Regions from separate parts of the Triticum aestivum genome. Here region 2 is linked to region 1. Evidence: chromatin contacts called from public Hi-C data. All regions are on one chromosome and are shown on one strand. The core of a region is the stretch at or near the end of the contact, and the rest is flanking DNA. Distances in the headings are between cores, read along the strand shown.

The links. A called contact is a pair of places that touch in the nucleus more often than the background predicts.
Region 2: a Hi-C map of leaf shows a contact between it and region 1, with 4 times the contacts expected there. The contact joins the promoter of LOC123043408 here to the enhancer-like site in region 1. A contact is called at or near these places in 3 of 5 Hi-C or Micro-C datasets (all in leaf) and 1 of 1 datasets of contacts at active chromatin or transcription factors (leaf).

Annotation. Positions count from the first base shown.
Region 1 is chr2B:50,983,410-50,987,735 of IWGSC CS RefSeq v2.1, forward strand. It overlaps the pseudogene LOC123043407. Among protein-coding and RNA genes, the nearest start is that of LOC543053, 8.4 kb to the left of the region's middle. Within about 2 kb of position 2,247, at least 8 of the 8 cell types and tissues checked have an H3K27ac peak or open chromatin away from gene starts, as enhancers often do. A contact at or near this core is called in leaf, where this site is marked.
Region 2 is chr2B:51,127,932-51,132,257 of IWGSC CS RefSeq v2.1, forward strand. It overlaps LOC123043408 (receptor kinase-like protein Xa21), which reads left to right and starts at 2,041. Exons shown (of 2, transcript XM_044465837.1): 1 at 2,041-4,326. The coding sequence starts at 4,241.

The DNA of each region.
Region 1 (4,326 bases), core at 997-3,496:
TAGTAGTGAGTAACCAATGTGAGATGGTATCTGTCCAACAAGGGCATTGGTGCCTATCCTAAAGTACCTGAGTGATGTCATGTTGTAAAGAGACAACGGGACACTCCCTGATAAGCTGTTGAAACTTAGATCAAGCTCAAGCAATTTTGTAATGTGACTCAAAGTGTCTGGAATTAATCCTGATAACCTATTTTGGCCGAGCAATATAGAAGTGAGGGAAGAAATATTTCCTATTGAAGGAGGTATGCTTCCAGAGAGGAAGTTTCCTGTCAGGCAAAGAAATCTGAGAGCTGTAGCTTCATGGAAAGGTGGGATGGCACCAGTGAAAGAATTCATCTGGAGATCAATCATAGTAAGCTCAGACGAGTTATCAAACAAAGTAGAAGGGATCTCTCCAGAGAGGCTATTACGTGACAGTATAAGTGTGCTAAGTGAGGAGCTACTGGCCAATGAGAGAGGGATACCGCCGGTAAGCGTGTTGTTTGCAAGATTGACATAGCTAAGAGAACTGGTAGCGCCTAAGGAAAGAGGGATGTTACCTTGAAGACTGTTGCCGGCAAGATTCAGTGTATGGAGGTTTGGAAGCTTACCCAACTCTTCAGGGATGGTTCCCGACAGATGATTATCGGCAAGGTTCATCCACGATAGAAGAGCCAAGTTGCCTAGGCATCCAGATAATTGCCCACTGAGTTGTACAGAGGTGAGGTTAAGAGAGACCACCTGGGGTGGAAACGTTGTGCTGCAGTTGACCCCTGTCCAGCTGCAAAAGTTTAGTGAGCCATTGCTCACGAGTCTAGTGTGCCATGGGCATAAGAGTTGATGCCGGACTTGAAGCAAAGGAGGGCCTGGCGGTCGATCTCAGTTATGTTTGCTTGTGCTGCTGCTATTGGTGTGGTGATGAAGAGGGGAAGGATTAGCAAAATACAGAGTGGAGATAAGATTGAGAACATGATATCTAGAGTTTATAGGAAGTGGAGGACTACAAGAACTTGGGAGTGCTTGCTGCTTCGGTTGGAGCCTGGACGACCATGTGTGTAAGATTAGCTCTTTTAAATGATCTGTGTACCAGAAGTTATGTTTGAGTAAGTTGACTTGACTTGGTACAGGATTGGCGGTTGTCTCACTCAGACTTTTGCAAGAAACGTGGTGCAAGGGTAAAGAAAAGCAGAAGAATGGAACAAAGACTTTTGCAGGAAAACGTGTGCAGGCTGGCTGAGTTATGGACTGTGACCAGTTAAATTGCAGTAAGAAAAATATATAAAAATTGGAAGAGGAAAAGTGACAATTATTTTGACAGCGACACAAGGATGTTGTAAGACTAGTCCTGGCTCATACCGTGATTGTAACCTGCGGAGCTCAAACAGAGACACGAAGGTGAACCAAGCCATTGACTGATGCTGGAATCGTCGGACTTGGTGGCATCGACCCAGAACACATAAACAGACCTGAACCACTCAAAGTGATTAGACATTTCTTCACAGAGCAAACTGATTCTGAATTACAATTTCGTGATGAACCAACATGCTTCATAACTGAATCTGAATGGGGTAACACAGCTTGAAACAATGGGAAATTTGTAGGTAACTGCACTTCATCCAATTTAGCACGAAAAATTGGGAATCTAGCTTTAGGACTTACCGCATACAGGGCACTTGTATTGGCTCACTCGTCTTCCACGCCGCCGAAGCGGGGGCTAGCCTGCCAAGGAAACGGCTGCGGATCATACATCAAACAAACAGGATGATCAAATCAATAGGAGACACGAAGGCAGACCAATCGATTGACTGATGCTGAAGACGTGAGACCTGTATGATTCAGTTATGAACACATAAACAAACCTGAACCACTGAAAAGTGATTAGACATTTCTTCAGAGAGCACACTGATTCAGAATTGCAACAGTGATTCAGAGAGCATAACTGAATCTGAACGGGATAACGCAGCTTGGAACAATGGAAAATTTGTAGGTAAATTGGGAATCTAGCTGCAGGAGCAGGACTTACCGCGTATTGGCTGATGGCTCACTCGTCTTCCACGCCGCCGAAGCGAGGGCTGACCTGCCAAGGAAATGGCTGCTGGGGTTTGACTCTCCGAGGTGCGAGGCGGAGGAGGCCGTGGGCGAGAGCGAACCCGTCGAGCCGCGCGCTGCGCGACCGGAAGGAGAAACCCTAGGGGAGTGTCATGCCCCAGAGGTCATGCCCTCTTCGTGGGACTGCCCTGGAAAATGGGCCGTGGAACTTGGGCTGGGCCTAGTGGTAAGGATCTGGAGCAATGCTATATAAAGAGGCGCGCGTCACAGGAGACGGGGAAAACGATGGAAACATCTGAAGGGGAGCTCCTATAGGGCGCCTTCAGCGCCGCTGAACACAATTGGCGCCCACTGCACCGCCCTCGTGGGCCGGCCCAGTATCACGAAGCGCCAACGTTCAGCGCCGCTGAACACAATTGGCGCCCACTGCACCGCCCTCGTGGGCCGGCCCAGTATCACGAAGCGCCAACGTAAAAAACACTAAAAATGTTGGTGCAGGCAGCAGCGAGGATTCGAACTCGCACCGACAACATGCCGCACGCGCAGAATAACCAGTCGAGCTACTACCTTCGACATGCTGACTTTACCATGAAATTATTAATACATAACTGAAGCCGCGCTGTTCCAAAAAAAAGGGCCGACGAACAAAAAAAGAAGTTTCACGAATTTGTTTTAAAAAAATGATTCATGTATTAAAAAATGTTCACTCATTTCAGGAAAAAGTTCACGGATTTGAAAGCTCATGAAATTTTAAAAAGGTCAGTAAGGAAAGTTCAGTGTACATCAAAAAATGTTCAATGGGTATTTAAATAATTTTTCAGCGCATATCACAAAATTGTTCAATGTGTAGTTAAAAATTGTTCAGATTATATTACAAAAATGTTCAATGTATAAAATTTGTTCATTTTATATAAAAAATGTATAATATGTTTTAAATTATTTCAATGTATATCACAAAAATGTTCACTGTGTAGTTAAAAATTGTTCATCATACACCGAAAAAATGTTTAGTGTATATTTGAAAATCGCTCGTCGTATATAAATTTTTGTTCATGTTCTCAATAATTGTTCACATTTTAAAAAGTTCATGGAGTTTTGAAATTTTCATTGAATTTTAAAAATAGTTCATCAATTTGATAAAAGTTCATTCAATTTTAAAAATTTCACGAATTTTTAAAAATTCGCATTTTGAAGAAAATATAAAAAGGAAAATGATAAAAGAAAAAGAAAAAAGAAACCAGAAATAAAAGAAAAAAACGCCCAGAAATCAGCGAGCAGTGAAATCTGGTTTGGTGGGCTCTCGCGGCCTACGTAAATAAAAGATGAAAATAAATACATGGACAAAATCTGTGTGCTGGTCGGTTGGTTAGTGTGCTACTGTTTCAACGGCGAGGTCGCGAGTTCGAGACCTCACATTCCCAATATGATTTTTGCTGCTCTTTTTTAAGAGAAAGAAAAAGAATGAAACGGGCCGGCCCAGCGCGGGGCGGGGTATGCGCCCGTTTGCGGCAACCGAAGAAACGGGCGCCAAATGCCCATCTGAAGCCTCTCATCCTTTTGCTCCTGTTCCTCACCTCCCTGCTATCTGTATCTCCCTCTTGTTGCTGATTCTCACCTCAAATCTCTTCTCTTGTATCCAAAATCGGTACTTATCTGATTGCTCACCCCATGTATGTGCTTGGGTCGTGACAATTTGGTAATCAGAGCCAACAAAAAATCACCAACCCACTTCCTGCCTATCACCTGTTCGACGAAATGCCTGAGAGTGAGTTCCACCTGCGCATGCACTTGCTGCTCGAGCTGACGCAAGTGGGAACCGTGGCTGAGTACACGATGTTGTTCTAGGAGCGTCTACACCATGTGCTGCATCTTGACTCCAGTCTAAGCATCAAGAGCTTTGTCCACCCGTACATCGATGGCTTGCACAAGGATATTCAAGTAGCTGTGCACTCGCAATCGCCATCTAGCATCACCAGAGCATCCTGCCTTGCTAGAATTAGGGAGGAAGAGATCATGAAGGATGATGCCATGGCTGTCGAGGAGCGTGGCAATGGCTACGACCATGGAGTTCATGGTCTCATGCCTACTGAGACCCTCTGCATCGTCTCCACCAAGCTCGAGGTCCCAGTGTTGTGCAGTGCAGATCGCGGCGTCGACGCCAGCAGCCTTGCTGCTCCAACACCGATCATGTGCTCCAGCAGCCTTGTTGCTGATTCTCACCTCAAATCTCTTCTCTTGTATCCAAAATCGGTACTTATCTGATTGCTCACCCCATGTATGTGCTTGGGTCGTGACAAT
Region 2 (4,326 bases), core at 791-3,290, 140 kb after region 1:
TGAGACTCCTCGTCATGTATGTGATCTCATCCGGGACTCCGAACAATTTTCGGTCACCAAAACACATAACTCATAATACAAATCGTCATTGAACGTTAAGCGTGCGGACCCTACGGGTTCGAGAACTATGTAGACATGACTGAGACACATCTCCGATCAATAACCAACAGTGGAACCTGGATGCTCATATTGGTTCCTACATATTCTACGAAGATCTTTATCGGTCAACCCGCAATGACAACATACGTTATTCCCTTTGTGATCGGTATGTTACTTGCCCGAGATTCGATCGTCGGTATTTTCATACCTAGTTCAATCTTGTTACCGGCAAGTATCTTTACTTGTTCCATAATGCATCATCTCGTAACTAACTCATTAGTCACATTGCTTGCAAGGCTTATCGTGATGTGTATTGCCGAGAGGGCCCAGAGATACCTCTCCGATACTCGGAGTGACAAATCCTAATCTCGATCTATGCCAACCCAAAAAACACCTTCGGAGACACCTGTAGAGCATCTTTATAATCACCCAGTTACGTTGGGACTTTTGATAGCATACAAGGTGTTCCTCCGGTATTTGGGAGTTGCATAATCTCATAGTCAAAGGAATATGTACGTATAAGTCATGAAGAAAGCAATTGCAGTACAACTTAACGATCATTATGCTAAGCTAACGGATGGGGCTTGTCCATCACATCATTCTCCTAATGATGTGATCCCATTAATCAAATGACAACATATGTCTATGGTCAGGAAACTTAACCATCTTTGATTAACGAGCCAGTCAAGTAGAGGCATACTAGGGACACTATGTATTGTCTATGTATTCACACATGTATCAAGTTTTTGGTTAATACAATTCTAGCATGAATAATAAACATTTATCATGATATAAGAAAATAAAATAACAACTTTATTATTGCCTCTAGGGCATATTTCCTTCAGGTGGATCGGATGGAGGCACTGTTGGTGCGTGATGACTCGTTAGAGTGCATAGTCAGGGTTGGGAGCTGAAGGCCAGGTCGGCTGGAGCAGCGGGGAGCTCGGCCGCGGTGGCGGGGAGGAAGGACCATTCCGGCACCATCGACGAGCATGGGCTCGCTCCCAGGGCTCCATCTGCTTCCCCAATCTTATGTGGTTCCATTTTTAACCACATAGGGCTCACCGACGACGGATAGAGCCTTTGGGATGGCGACATCAACAACAATGAATTCGGCCGAATCCAGCATTGACGCCGGAGGAGAAGATGGGGGAAAGAGTGTTGAAGCTGTGGCGGGGCTGAGGGATGGTGCCACGGGCGGTGGGGTGGCCTGGGGGCAGCCGACCGAAAAGGTGGGTGGTACGCAAACATGATTAGACATGCCAAAAATGATTTTTTTTACTTCCAAGGCAACAAAAAGAATATTGTTTTGCCATCGAAAATGTTGGAAGACTTTTGTAGACGAGACATGGAAAAATTAGCAATTTGTTTTCCTACAGACATTTCATAAATTGCCACGGGAAGACAAGTTAGGGATATTTAGTTTGGCATGGAAAAATTAAAATTAATTTCCAAAAGGAGTCTTGATCGACATGGGAAATGTTGGAAAAGAAGTGTAGATGAGACACGGCAAAATTACCAATTTGTTTTCCTAAAAAAATTTCAAATTTGCCATGGCTAGCACTTGTTATCATGCCGTCACAATATGTTTTCCCGAAAAAAATCGTTTTATATACACTGCAATTTTGTAAGAAAAAACTACTGGTCACACGTCAAATTTATAACATTGCAAACATGGCAATTTATAGATTTTTCATAATGTCCACATGACAATTTTATGAATTTTTCAAGCATGGACATTTTTATTTATTCATGGAAAGTTTAAGTGTTTGTTTTGTGATTTTTTACATGTAAAAAACAATTTTCTAAATTTTCATAATGTCCAACAGTTTTTTGTGTGTGTGTTTTTCTTTTCGGCAGAAGGGTGCTCGGTAGGCCTGTCATTGGGCCGCTGGGATTTCTTCATCAGTGATAAAAAGAAGGCAAACTCGGTGAACTAGCGGCAGGCAGGCATCTCTCTGTCCCTCCCCTCGCCGTCCGTCTCTGGCTTTCCGCGCCGGCGGCGGCCCCCTCCTATTCTTCTGTTGGTCCAGCTACAAAAGAGTCGCCGCTGCCCACCACATCTCAAGCAAACCTGACGACCGTCTCTTTTGCCCATTGTTGAGTAGGAAGCTGGTGCTGCACATCACCTGCTTGTTGTAATGCCCTGCCCATGTTCTTGGTAGAATTCAACAAAGGGCCTGCTTAAACCTTCGTCACTTTTCTATTTTCCTTCCTCTCGTTGGTCGTCAAGGCCGGGCCGGAGGAGGTGCATGTCTGGGGCGGCGGAGAAGAGGAGCTGACGCCTGAACATGGCTGCCCTGAATCGAGGTCTACTTTTACTCCCTGGCCTCCTCTAACTTGTTTTGCAGCTATACAGAGTCCAGTCCACCATGGTCTCAACCAAACATTCACCGTTTGTTTGCTCCTCTCGTCTTGCATCGAGCTAACGTGGAGGGAGCTGTTGTTGCACATCACGTGTTTGTTCTCATGCCCTGCCCATGTTCTTGGTCAAAACCAAGGATGGTTGCTTAACGACGTCCTATACTTCCTGTTAACATTGGCCCCTTGTGTCATTCCCACGACCAGTTTGTTTCCCTAGGCCAAAAGATCACGTGTTTGTTCTCACCAGAGGATGTTTACTCCCTCTGGTGTTGTCGCTGCACATCACGTGTTTGTTTTAATGCCCTGCCCTTGTTCTTGGTAAAAAAAAAAAAGGATGTCTAGTTGCTTAACAATGTCTAGTACTTCTTGCTAAGTGTTTACGTTTGTTTGGTCAAGAGAAGGAATACAGAATGCATGTCTGAATCCCACTTCTGTAGACCTCTGTCTATATAACTGAAAGAGTTCAGCAGAGTCGTTTGGCCGGGTCACTCTTGACCGATCTGCAGAAAACTGAACCGAAAACTGGTCTTGGGTTGGCAGTAGCACAGCGACAGCCTAGCAAAATATCAAGTGCTGATGGATCAACTTCATGGACCAGTCTTTGCACGCCTTCCTCTTCCCCTGTCCTTGTCAAATTCACCCTGTCATTTCTCATCCACGTATTGTTCTACCACTGAAGAATGGTCTGTGACGCAGATTACAGTCAAGTCAACACCAAGTCAAGTAATGGCCCCGAAAAAGACAGCACCAAGCTAATATGTAATCTTTCTAGGTTGAACAAGCTTTCTCGGCTTCGGTTAAGAGATTGATGGGAGATAGACTGAATCCCTCTTCTGTGGACCTCTATATAACCGAAAGAGTTCAGTAGAGTTGTGTGGCCGGGTCGCTCTTGACCAGTCTACAGTAAACGTGTAGCAGACTTTCAACTGAACCGAAAACTGCTCTCGGTTTTGCGTAGCAGCATAACCTATAGCAAATAGCAAGTGCTGATAAATCAACTTGATGGACCAGTCTTTGCACACCTTTTTCTTTCCCTGTCTTTGTCAAAGTTACCGTGTCATTTCTCAGCCACTTATTGTTCTGCCACCGAGGAGTCTTGGTCTGTGACAGAGATTACAGTCAAGTCAACACCAAGTCAAGGATCCCAGAGAAAAAGACAGCACCAAGCCAACTAGTCAAGTGTCCAAGCCTACTTTGGGAGACACATATAACTCAGGGAATTTGGACAAGATGCACTGCATTAGACATGGCACCTGCAACAACTCTCTGCTCTCTTTCTCCAAATGGCATCCTATTTCTCTTCACCAATCTTCTTATCTTAATGTCGTCCAGCGGCGTCGCAAAATCCATCAGCAACGAATCGGAGATCGACCTGCAGGCCCTCCTCTCCTTCAAGTCCAGCATCTCCAGCGATCCCCACAGTGTCTTGGGATCATGGAACACCTCGATCAGCTTCTGCAGATGGCCAGGGGTCGCTTGCGGTACAACTCGTCCGTTTCGTGTGGTCTTACTCGACTTAAGCTCTGCACAACTTCGTGGTAAGTTATCTCCTTGGATAGCTAACCTTACATCACTAGAATAGGTAGACCTTTCAGAAAATCATTTCTTTGGGGGCATCCCTGAGGAGATAGGCACACTTCAACACCTACAATCTCTGAAACTTGGAAAGAACAATCTTGTAGGTATAATTCCTAGATCATTAGGCACTAGCAGATCACTTAGAGAGGTCAGTCTTGCACAAAACAATCTTGTTGGCCATATTCCAGACTTCCATAAGATGTCAGCCCTCCAAATTATCGATCTTTCATCTAACAGACTTTCTGGAAGCATACCTTCAACACTTGCAAACGCATCGCACCTCCG